Regions from separate parts of the Rattus norvegicus genome. Here region 2 is linked to region 1. A link is a contact called in public Hi-C data. All regions are on one chromosome and are shown on one strand. The core of a region is the stretch at or near the end of the contact, and the rest is flanking DNA. Distances in the headings are between cores, read along the strand shown. Region 1 holds the start of Sft2d3 (SFT2 domain containing 3). Region 2 holds the start of Iws1 (interacts with SUPT6H, CTD assembly factor 1).

Region 1 (4,998 bases), core at 2,291-4,790:
AGACATTCTCCCTTGGATGCATCTCCTAGCGGTTTAGCTTTGAATGGTCACTGAGAGACCTGGTGTAAGCAACATTAACGTGGTGCATCCTATCACACAGCTCAAAGGAAGTGGAACAAAGTATCTACACTTTGGAAAACAATCTCTTCTTCCACATGCACTCTGTGAAGATTTCAGGTTTCAGGGTACAAGACAGAAGGTACCAGAAAGTTCTCTGCCGTGACAAATTTCTTGCTTTAAAAAAAAATTAAAAAGGTGGGTTGGGAGGCAAAGATAGGCAGGTCTCTGAATTCAGGGCCAGCCTAGTCTACAAATTAAGTTCTAAAACAGCCTGGGCTACAAAGAGAAATCCTGTTTCAACCCCCCCCCCCCCCAAAGAAGCCATATATGCATATATACATACATAAGCATGTATACATACATACAAAAGCAAAGGTGGGACTTGGGAGAGATGGCTCAGTGGTTCAGAGCCCACACAGGGACAGGAACTCAGCCCCAGGACCTGTGAGCAGGCAACTCAGCTAGACATGGAGAGAGGTCCTCTCCTTAAAAAATACTAACTTAGCATGTTAGCACACATGTATAACCTAGCCTTTGGGAGGTGGGGCCAGGAGGCTCACAATTCCAGTGCTGTCCTTGGCTTCATGGTAAGGTTCAGGGCAGCTTGGGATTCCACTTTCCCCTTGTCCCACCCTTCAATTTAAGATACTGCTTCCTATGCTGACATTTTGCTGTCTTTCTTTTTTTTTTTTAAAGCCCTTCACCCCTCTTATGGGAGTTTTGCCTGAGTTTATGTCTGCACCAGTTGTGTGCCTGGTGTCTTTGGAGGACAGAAGAGGGCATCAGATGTAATAGGCAGTTGTCAGTGCTAGGAGTTGAATCCATGTCTCTAGGGGAGCAGCCAGTGCTCCTAACCACGGAGCTCCTTCTTCAGCTCTGACCACTAGTCTTTCTGGGAGAGCCTTTATAAAAGTCACTCCCAGAGCTGCTAGCCTCTTGTTGCATTACTAGCTTTTTGGCACATGAAGACAGGTTTACTTGGCAAGTTGAGTGCTGCTGGACATCTCTGGTGGCTTAAGAGATGCTGACACAGTTGGACTTTGCACAGAAGGCCTCCCTAGCTGTGTGTGTGGGGTGAAGAAGACATGGTGATTATCTGGATGCTAGAACCTGAGGCTGTCTAGTGAATTTCAAAAATAAACATGGCAGCACTCACGACATTAGAAAGGAGCACTCTTCCTCCTCACTTGCACTCCCCTGGTATAACACACAAACACCTTAAAGTCAGAGTCCATGAAACTACAGGAATCCAGACACCATCCAGGCCGTGTTCTCAGAATGAATGCATTTATAAACAGTTCCTCTACATTAGGCATTACATATCTACACACAACATTTTCAGTGCTACTGTCAAAATATAAAATATTGTGCTTAGAATTTTATAAAACTTATTTTCAAGTAATGAATTCTTGACAATGTTTGAAACAGAATTTTAATACCTTGAACATAGTGACATAAAAAAAATGCACATCACTACTTGAAAATAGCATTTCCTTTCCTGAGCAGTGGAAGCTCTACTTACTGCCTGGAGGGCATGGCAAAAGGATTACCAGGGGGTAATTACTATAGAGGCTAGTGGTCTGGGAACCCTGTGACGTTGGGATATTGGCCAGTATAGGATCACATCATGGGGGACTGTTTGACCTAACCTGGAAAACAATTACTTTGATATCATACAAGCCAGCACACAGATATGGGTCTCAACCTCAGCTGAACATGTATGTTTTATATATTATCATACAGAAACATCTGGACCCATCCTCCAGTCTTCTAAGTAAGCTGATGGTATTTGGCTTCTAGGGTACTTTGGATGTGCCAGCCTAGTGTGAGGACACTGGTGGTGACATTTTAAGCTGAATACCCTTTACTTTCATGAATCAAGACTCAATACTCAACTGAATTTTTGGCAATAAATTACGATAGATTTAAGTGCTGATTTGCACCAGCACCACAGAAACAAAGCTACCTGCGAACCTAGAAGGAAATACAGCAATTATGTATGAGAAGCATTTTACACAGCATTAGTGTGGGACTTTTAACAACTGTGTGGGACTTTTAACAAGCAGCATCGTTAGGAATCAAAAACCTGGCAAAACTTATATAACAACTATGATAACTACAAATGTAAAAATTCCCTGTATCCCAGGATTTCTTAGCCTAGTTTTACAGAGACCTTTGCAAAATTTGCCACTCAGTCATACTGGATAACTGGCTTTTTGATCCGGAATATTGCTTTGACAAGTAAATATTTATACTTGCATATTATAAAGCACCGTATTTACTTCTTAACGGAAGAAAAAACCTGAGGTAAAAATATATTAGCTAATCACTACTTTAAATCCAGTGGTTAAATTTAGTGTTTAATCTGGTAATCTGGATTGCTTTACAGTGAGTAGGAGTAAGGAGGCTTTGAAAAGATGTAGCAGAACCGAAACCTGATCAACCAAACACATCCCTGGATTTCTTTAAATGACAAAAGGTAGAATGTAGTTCTCCCAAAAGCAACTAAGTCAGAAAGCTATTCATTTCTCCGTTTGTTCCTCGCTAAATCTGACGTCCGTGTAAAGCCAGTTTAGTGCGAAAGCAGTTCATGATAGTGGTTTCCGGAGCACTGTAAAAATCACGTTTTACCGTGGTCCATGCGACCCAGAACCACAGAACACTGAAGCCAAAGAAGGATCTTAAACCTCCTGCTCATCAGTTCTTGACAGGTGCTTCAAGCGCACGGACTCCGCCACGCAGTCCAGTTGGTGCCTTGTCCTTGTACGCTTGGGTACGGTGGAGTGTCCTTAGCTTGGCTGGTTCCTCTTCCTCCAGATTGGGACTGTCACACCGGGAGCGCGTTGGCTAGGCCCGTCCCGCGATTTAGGCGACCGAGCGCCAGGCGGAGCGCCGTCACGCCGCCCCAGGGCAGGAGCCCTATCAACGCGTAGAGTAGCGCGGCTACCTGTGCGCAAGCGCCGAGTGCCGTTAGCACCGTACTGCGCAGGACCAACGCGGCGTAGAGCGTGGCGCCCAAGGCGGCTGCGTAGCACAGCGCGCTCCGCGAAGGCGTCTCCTCGCCGCGCAGCAGACGCCCACAAGCCGGGCCGCCCCGCAGCAGCGCCGCGCTCGCCAGCGCCAGCACGGAGCCCAGCGACCAAAGGAGCGCGAACTTGCGCGCGCGCAGCAGCAGCACCGGAGCGTAGAGCGCGGCCAGACCGAAACAGAGCGCGGCCAACAGCAGACACAGGCCGCCCGCCGCCAGGCGCTGCCCGCGAGTCACGTTTGGGATGCACCGAGAGCCCGCGGGCGGCGGCTCGGCAGGGCTCCGTGCCCACGGCCATCGCAAAGCCGTGCTGCCTAGCCATGCCCCGGCAGGTCTGTCCCCGGACGTAGGCTCCTCTGCTGCCCTCGCGCCGAGCAGCGGCTCTGCGGCTGCCGGCCTACTCGCTTTACCCTGCATCAGGTAGTCCTGCAGCTGGCGGTGGAGATCGGCCATCTCGGACCGAGTGGCGTTAAAAACCGGGCTGATACTTCCGGGGTTTGTCACCCGCGACCGGAAGTAGCTAGATCCTCGGGTGGCGGTTGGTCGGCCTCGGCGGAAGGATGGTGTCCAAAGCTTGGCGGAAGTCCTGGAGTAGGCAGTACAGCTGTGTTGTATAGTCTACCAGATCCTGATTTTTTTGTTTTAGTCACCGAGTTAAGTCCTGTCAGCATTAAAAGACACAAGAGTGGCAATAGCAATAAAAGGATCCACAGGGGCATCTGCTGACAGACGAATATTGACTGTCAGGTGCCTCACATTGCTAAAACTGCTAAATGGAGGAATCTGGGGGAAAGGGTAAACAGAATTTTCTTTCCTTTTCTCTCTTTCGTTCTCCCTCCCTCTCTTTCAAGTTTCTACATGTCTACAGTTACCTCAGAATTCTGAAGACGTCGCAGGAGAATGGCTCAGTAGGTAGGAGCACTTGTTGCTCTTGCAGAGAACTCATGTTTGGATCCTGGTACTCACATGGCAGCTAAGATCTCGTAACTGTGGTTTCAGGACATCTAATGCCCTCGCAAGTGGTGCACGTACAACATGCAGGCAGATCACCCATATACATAAAATGTAAAAGTAATTTAAAAATCCACACCTACAGGGCTTAGGCTCCTTTGAAAGTGGAGTTGATAAAGGGCTAACTCCCACCCCCAACCAACTCTTCTGGTTTCCATTTTTGTTTTGTTTTGTTGTTTTAATTGTTGCACCTTTGTGCAATGGGTGGGGGGGGGGGGTTGACATCTCCTGATCTCTCCCCATCCACTCTAGCCTGTCTCTTGTTCCTGTTCAGGTGTGTTTAGGCAGTCATGTTGATGAGACATTATGGGTATGGCTTCTGATGCTACTGAGGAGGTGTGGTCTCACAGCATCTGATCCCCATCCTCTGGGTCTTCCCAGTCTTCTGCTTCCTCTCCTGCAGTGCTCCCTGAATGTTGCGGTTTGCATGCCCTGACTCTGCACATGATGTGCAAATGTCTCTCTCATGTCGTTGGCTTCTATAACCTTGAAGCATTTTGACTCCTGCTTCAGATGTGGAGCAACCCCAGCACATTCCAGTCAGTTTCCCTGCTGTTCTGTTGCGTGTGCCGTTCTCTCTTGCCTTCTGGAGCCGTGTCTGCCTGTGACGGCTCACAGGCCACACTGCAGAGACTCCCAGGACTGCACCTCCCTCCTGCACACTTTCTGTGTTGTACCAGTCTGAATTGTGACAGTTTACCACGTGAGTCACTGTTTTTAGGACAGGGTCTTGTGACTCCCTCTCAGGGACCCAACTAGCCTGGTAAGTCGGCACAGCCGTCCTTCAGTGCAGTAAATGTTCTCGAAGACTTGGTAGATGTCCCTGAAGCCATCGGTTGTTCTGTCGGGGCCTTTGTGTGGGAAACAAGATACGTGATCTGTGGTAACAGATTCAAGGG
Region 2 (4,616 bases), core at 459-2,958, 160 kb after region 1:
GGAAAAGACTGTTGGATCTGCCTGAGGACAAGATGAGCTACATATTTGGGCACTGGCTTAACTAAAATCCCTTTAACTGAGGATTCCACAACCAAGCCCTGCCTCTGGGCCTGGCCTGTACAAATAGTGGGTACACCCAACTGTGTGGACCCCACCTCGACTGCGCCAGGCGAGTTTCCAACTCGGTAGTTCCTAATGGCACCTATTTCACGTACCCCAATAGTACCTCCTCTTGGCAACCTATCAGCTATCCCATGTACCAAGTTGTATATTTAGTTTCAAGTCTTATAATCATCTGTAGGGCGAAAATAAGCCATCAGTCTACCGGTCTGAACTGAAAGGGATGATATATTAATACCAGTCCTGTTGGGAATAGTGGGGCCATTCGGAAGGGCATTGGACTCCATCAAGTACAACATAGCCAACAGATCAAGGTTGAGCTGACACTGGTACAGGATAGCATTGAAAAACTCCAGACTCAGGTGAACTCCCTGGCAGCCATGATATTATTACAAAATAGATGGGGATTAAATCTCATTGTGGCAGAGAAGGGAGGAATCTGGGCTGTGTTGGGGGAGGAATGTTGTTTCTATATGAATTTATCAGGTGTCTAAGAACAGCAGACAGCTTAGGAAAAAATAGAACAGAATCACGGGCCAGATACTCCCCATCAGACAGGACAGGCTTCTGGAGCTCTTGGGGAACATGAATAACCCTTGTTATTGAGCCCTTATCATGATAGCTCTAATCTTCAATCCTGGTATTTTGAAATTCCCCTCTAATCTGTTGCAACAAAGAGTATAAAGCCATTACTGCCTCAAACTATCACTCAACTCTTCTGACTGAGGACTAGAAACCGGTTACTCAGAGTATGTAGTTTCTTACTCCTTCATCAAGGTTTTATCAGGGATTGTTTTTTTTTTTTAAGACAGGGTTTCTCTGTGTAGCTCTGAATGTCCTGAAACGCTCTTTGTGGACCAGGATGTCATCCACCTGCCTCTGCATTGCCACCAGTGCCAGCCTTCTTGAATGGGAACTAAGCTTTCAACTTAATAAGTATCATTTTTTTTTAAAATTTGTTTTGCCAAACCAAATTTCTCTGTGTAGCCCTGGCTGTCATAGAATTTACTTTGTAGACCAGGCTGGCCTCAGAGATCAGAGATGCCCTACCTCTGTTTCCTGAGTGTTGGGATTAAGGGCCTAATCCACCACCACCTGGCTATCAGATGCTCTTAAAACAAAGATCTGTACTTGTTGACCACATGGCTTTTCCGTTACAACTTACTTATTTTGTAAAGAAAGAAAGATCATGGTATGTTTTATAACCAGTCATCTTGTTTTTAACTTTCTTGGCGAAGGGAATCCGACCTTCGAACTAAAAGTCCCAGAGAACAACGCGCTACTTTCTAAACTGTGGGCGGGAATTAGAATTAGTTATTTGACCGAATGTTAAAATATAATTTTAGCGGGTTTTCATTTTTCACAAGAACTAAAATGTTTCTCAAAACAAGCCCGAACTGAGGGCCAAGTGAGTAACATTACTCCTTCTGGAGACAGACCAAATCCAACCGAGATCGGTATTTAACTAAAGTCCAACTTCCCGCGTCCAGTCAACTCTCCCGGCAGTCTCTTCCCGACGCTGCCATGGCGTCATATTACCATAGCATATTCTGATTGGCCGACAGAAGGGTAACGGCGCCTGCGCACTGCATTTCTCTGAGGGCGGTGGGCAGGCGCCATTTTGGCCCCAGAGGTGCTTCTGGGAAGTTGAGCGCGGTTCTTCACTTTGCCGGTCGGTGAGGTACGGCCCTGTTTAGTAACTGGGGTTTCCCGGTCGAAGCGTCGGCGCCCGCCGCTGCCGACTTCTCCAGAGTCTCGGGGGAGGCAGAAGCGCGCTGCTGTCGAGAGAGGTCACTCCGCCAGGAAGGACGTGACGGGGGCGGCGCGTGGCGCGGACACTCCCCGCCGAGAGCCCGCCTGCCATGGACTCGGAGTACTACAGCGGTGACCAGTCAGGTGGGTCGGGACGGGGAGGACCGCGCTGCGGCTCGGCCTCGCGCTTCAGCAGGAGAGGTCTTTGCCAGGGCCCAGCACCGGAAAGCCCGCTGTCAGTATCCATGCCCTGTTGGGAAGTCCCCTCCTGCCTCCTCAGGTGTACCGGCGAGGAGGGGCGGGACTGGAGCCTGGGGAGGGAACTCTTAAGGGAATCTCTTCCGGTCCAAGAAGGGTTTTTTTGCTCAAGTTGTCTCTTCAGTCTGCCGGGGAAGAGATACGTCTTTTAAAGGGAATTGTCAGGAGTTGAGGTTTTCTAGTTCCATGGGGGACAGGAATCTCTAGACTCTTATTTACCAGTTAGGGCTAGTTTAATCTGTAAGCCTGGCTTCCCGGGAAGAAAGGGCGGGGTCTTTTAAGTTTACACACGCATTTTTAAAGCAAGGAATGAGTCCCTGGTACTTGGAGTGACTTTCGTGTCTTCTGTACTAAATCGGCACACTAGACGAAGAGATGAACAAGGCAAGGGCCTGCTGGGTAAAAAGAGCTGTGTGCCGATTTCTTTTGGACTTTATCAAAAGTACTGAACTAGATAGTTTAGCATTAAGCTGTTTGCTGTTTTGCCTAAATACCAAAATATTTTTCAGCTCATTGGCATTTTAAAATTAATTCTGTGTGAATGGTCTATAGGCTATGTTACAAGAAAAATAACGAGGTAGCAAAAAGATAGCAGTTCCCTAACACACACACACACACACACACACACACACACACACACACACGTGTGTGCTTCTTTTAGCTGTTTGGGTTGTTGTTGGTTGGTTTGATTTGCTGTAGCACTGGCTGGCCTCAACCTCACTTTGTAGACCAGATTGGCCTGGCATCCACAGATCATTCATTCATCAACCTGCCTCCACCTCATTGCTAGGATTAAAGGTGCATGTTTAGGCTGCTTTTCTGATTTTAATTTTTTTGTGTGCGTGTCTGTATTCTTAACTTAGGCTCTCTGGTTATGCATTTTTAAAAATTTTTTTCCATTCAGTGTTTTCCTATTACTCCAGAATTTAACACAGCTGCCCTCATCTCTCCAGTCATTCAACGGTTTGAATACAATTGTTAAGACTTTCCAAAACTATTTTTTTTGTTACTTTATAAACTTTACTTTGTTTTTGTTTTGAGACAGGTTTTCTCTGTGTAACAGCCCTGGCTGTCATGGAATTCACTCTGTAGTCCAGGCCGGCCTCAAACTCACAGAGATCCTCCTGCCTCTTCCTTAGTGCTGGGATTAAAGACATGCCCCACCATGCCCAGGTATAAACTTTTCTCTTGAAGTGAGTTGAAGATCTCATTAGTATAAAAGTAATTCCATTTTTATATTACTTTTTTGGCTTTCTTGTACTTTACTGTTTCATTTAACTTTTGCTTCTTAAACTACTAATCAAGTCTTACGCCTTCTAATATCCCTAAGTACCTCTTAGGGATAATTTTATTGGGTATTTTTAAGGCATTGGATAAGGTTAGCTGACAATACTATTCATCCTATCAGATTATAGTTTATATACATCAATCAATTCTCACTATTTCTGGACTGAAGTTCCTGTGCTCTTCATTCATAAACAAGCACTTCCTGTATACCATGTAACAGGCAACTGAATCTTTGGGCTCCAAAGATTCAGTTATGAATCGAAAACTCCAGAGTAAACAAAATAACAAGTTACATAGTGCATTAGAAGATGGTAAATACCTTAGAAAGATAGATAATAACACAATAGAAAGTATAATTTAGATAATTTCTAACTTGGCATCTAGTTAGTTTGTTCTGGGCTTCCCACATCACATGGTAGTAGTTGTTAGTATTTAGACAGGTATCTTATTGTCTAGAACTTTTGCCCGTCTTGGCTGTAGATGTTCATTTTAACTGTAATCATAAACATTATTGCAGACGTCATCCACCTTATACCTAAGAGGGGTTTTGTTTTGTTTTTAAGCAGATGATGGTGGTGCAACCCCAGTACAGGACGAGCGGGATTCAGGGTCAGATGGTGAGGATGATGTAAACGAGCAGCACTCCGGATCCGACACTGGAAGTGTAGACCGCCATTCAGAGGTACAGTGTCTTCGGGGAGGCTTTTCCATATACTTCTAATGCCCTGAAAGGGTAAAGAGTAGTAGATTTAAAAAAAAAAAAAAAAAAAAAAAAAAAAGCATAGGGATAGTCTGGTCAGCTGATGCTAACAGAGAAAAAAGTTCTCTTGGGTTAAATTTCAAATACTAGGCAGTTTCAGCTATGCCTGTTTATTCAGTGTATGATGTATTGGCAGGCTCCACCATCCCTGAATAATATTTGGCAAGAACAGTAAGCGGTCAGAAAGAAATACCGCTTGAAATAGTCCAGGGGGTGTCATTTATTAAGGTTTATGTCAGGAATTAGATTGGTTTTGATGTGTAGCAAGGTCTAGGTTTATAACTCTCATATACTGCTTTGCTGTGTTTGTTTTGGTTTCTTATTGTGTGGCTTGGGATTAAACCCAAGGCTTTGTATCTACTAGGAAAGTAGACACTCTACCACTGAGCTACCTTTTATTTCTTATTAGATTTATTCGAAGGTCAGGACTGAGCATGCC

The links. A called contact is a pair of places that touch in the nucleus more often than the background predicts.
Region 2: a Hi-C map of liver shows a contact between it and region 1, with 3 times the contacts expected there. The contact joins the promoter of Iws1 here to the promoter of Sft2d3 in region 1. A contact is called at or near these places in 12 of 12 Hi-C or Micro-C datasets (the A7r5 cell line, the Rat2 cell line, Schwann cells and 7 more) and 1 of 1 datasets of contacts at active chromatin or transcription factors (oligodendrocytes).

What each region holds. Positions count from the first base shown.
Region 1 is chr18:23,809,990-23,814,987 of GRCr8, forward strand. Sft2d3 (SFT2 domain containing 3) reads right to left here and starts at 3,541. Exons shown (of 1, transcript NM_001108887.1): 1 at 1,341-3,541. The coding sequence starts at 3,541. The coding sequence ends at 2,888. It also overlaps a transcript of Wdr33 not described here.
Region 2 is chr18:23,968,032-23,972,647 of GRCr8, forward strand. Iws1 (interacts with SUPT6H, CTD assembly factor 1) reads left to right here and starts at 1,709. Exons shown (of 14, transcript NM_001398635.1): 1 at 1,709-2,016; 2 at 3,984-4,099. The coding sequence starts at 1,983. All of the region lies in intron 1 of LOC120098222, which reads right to left.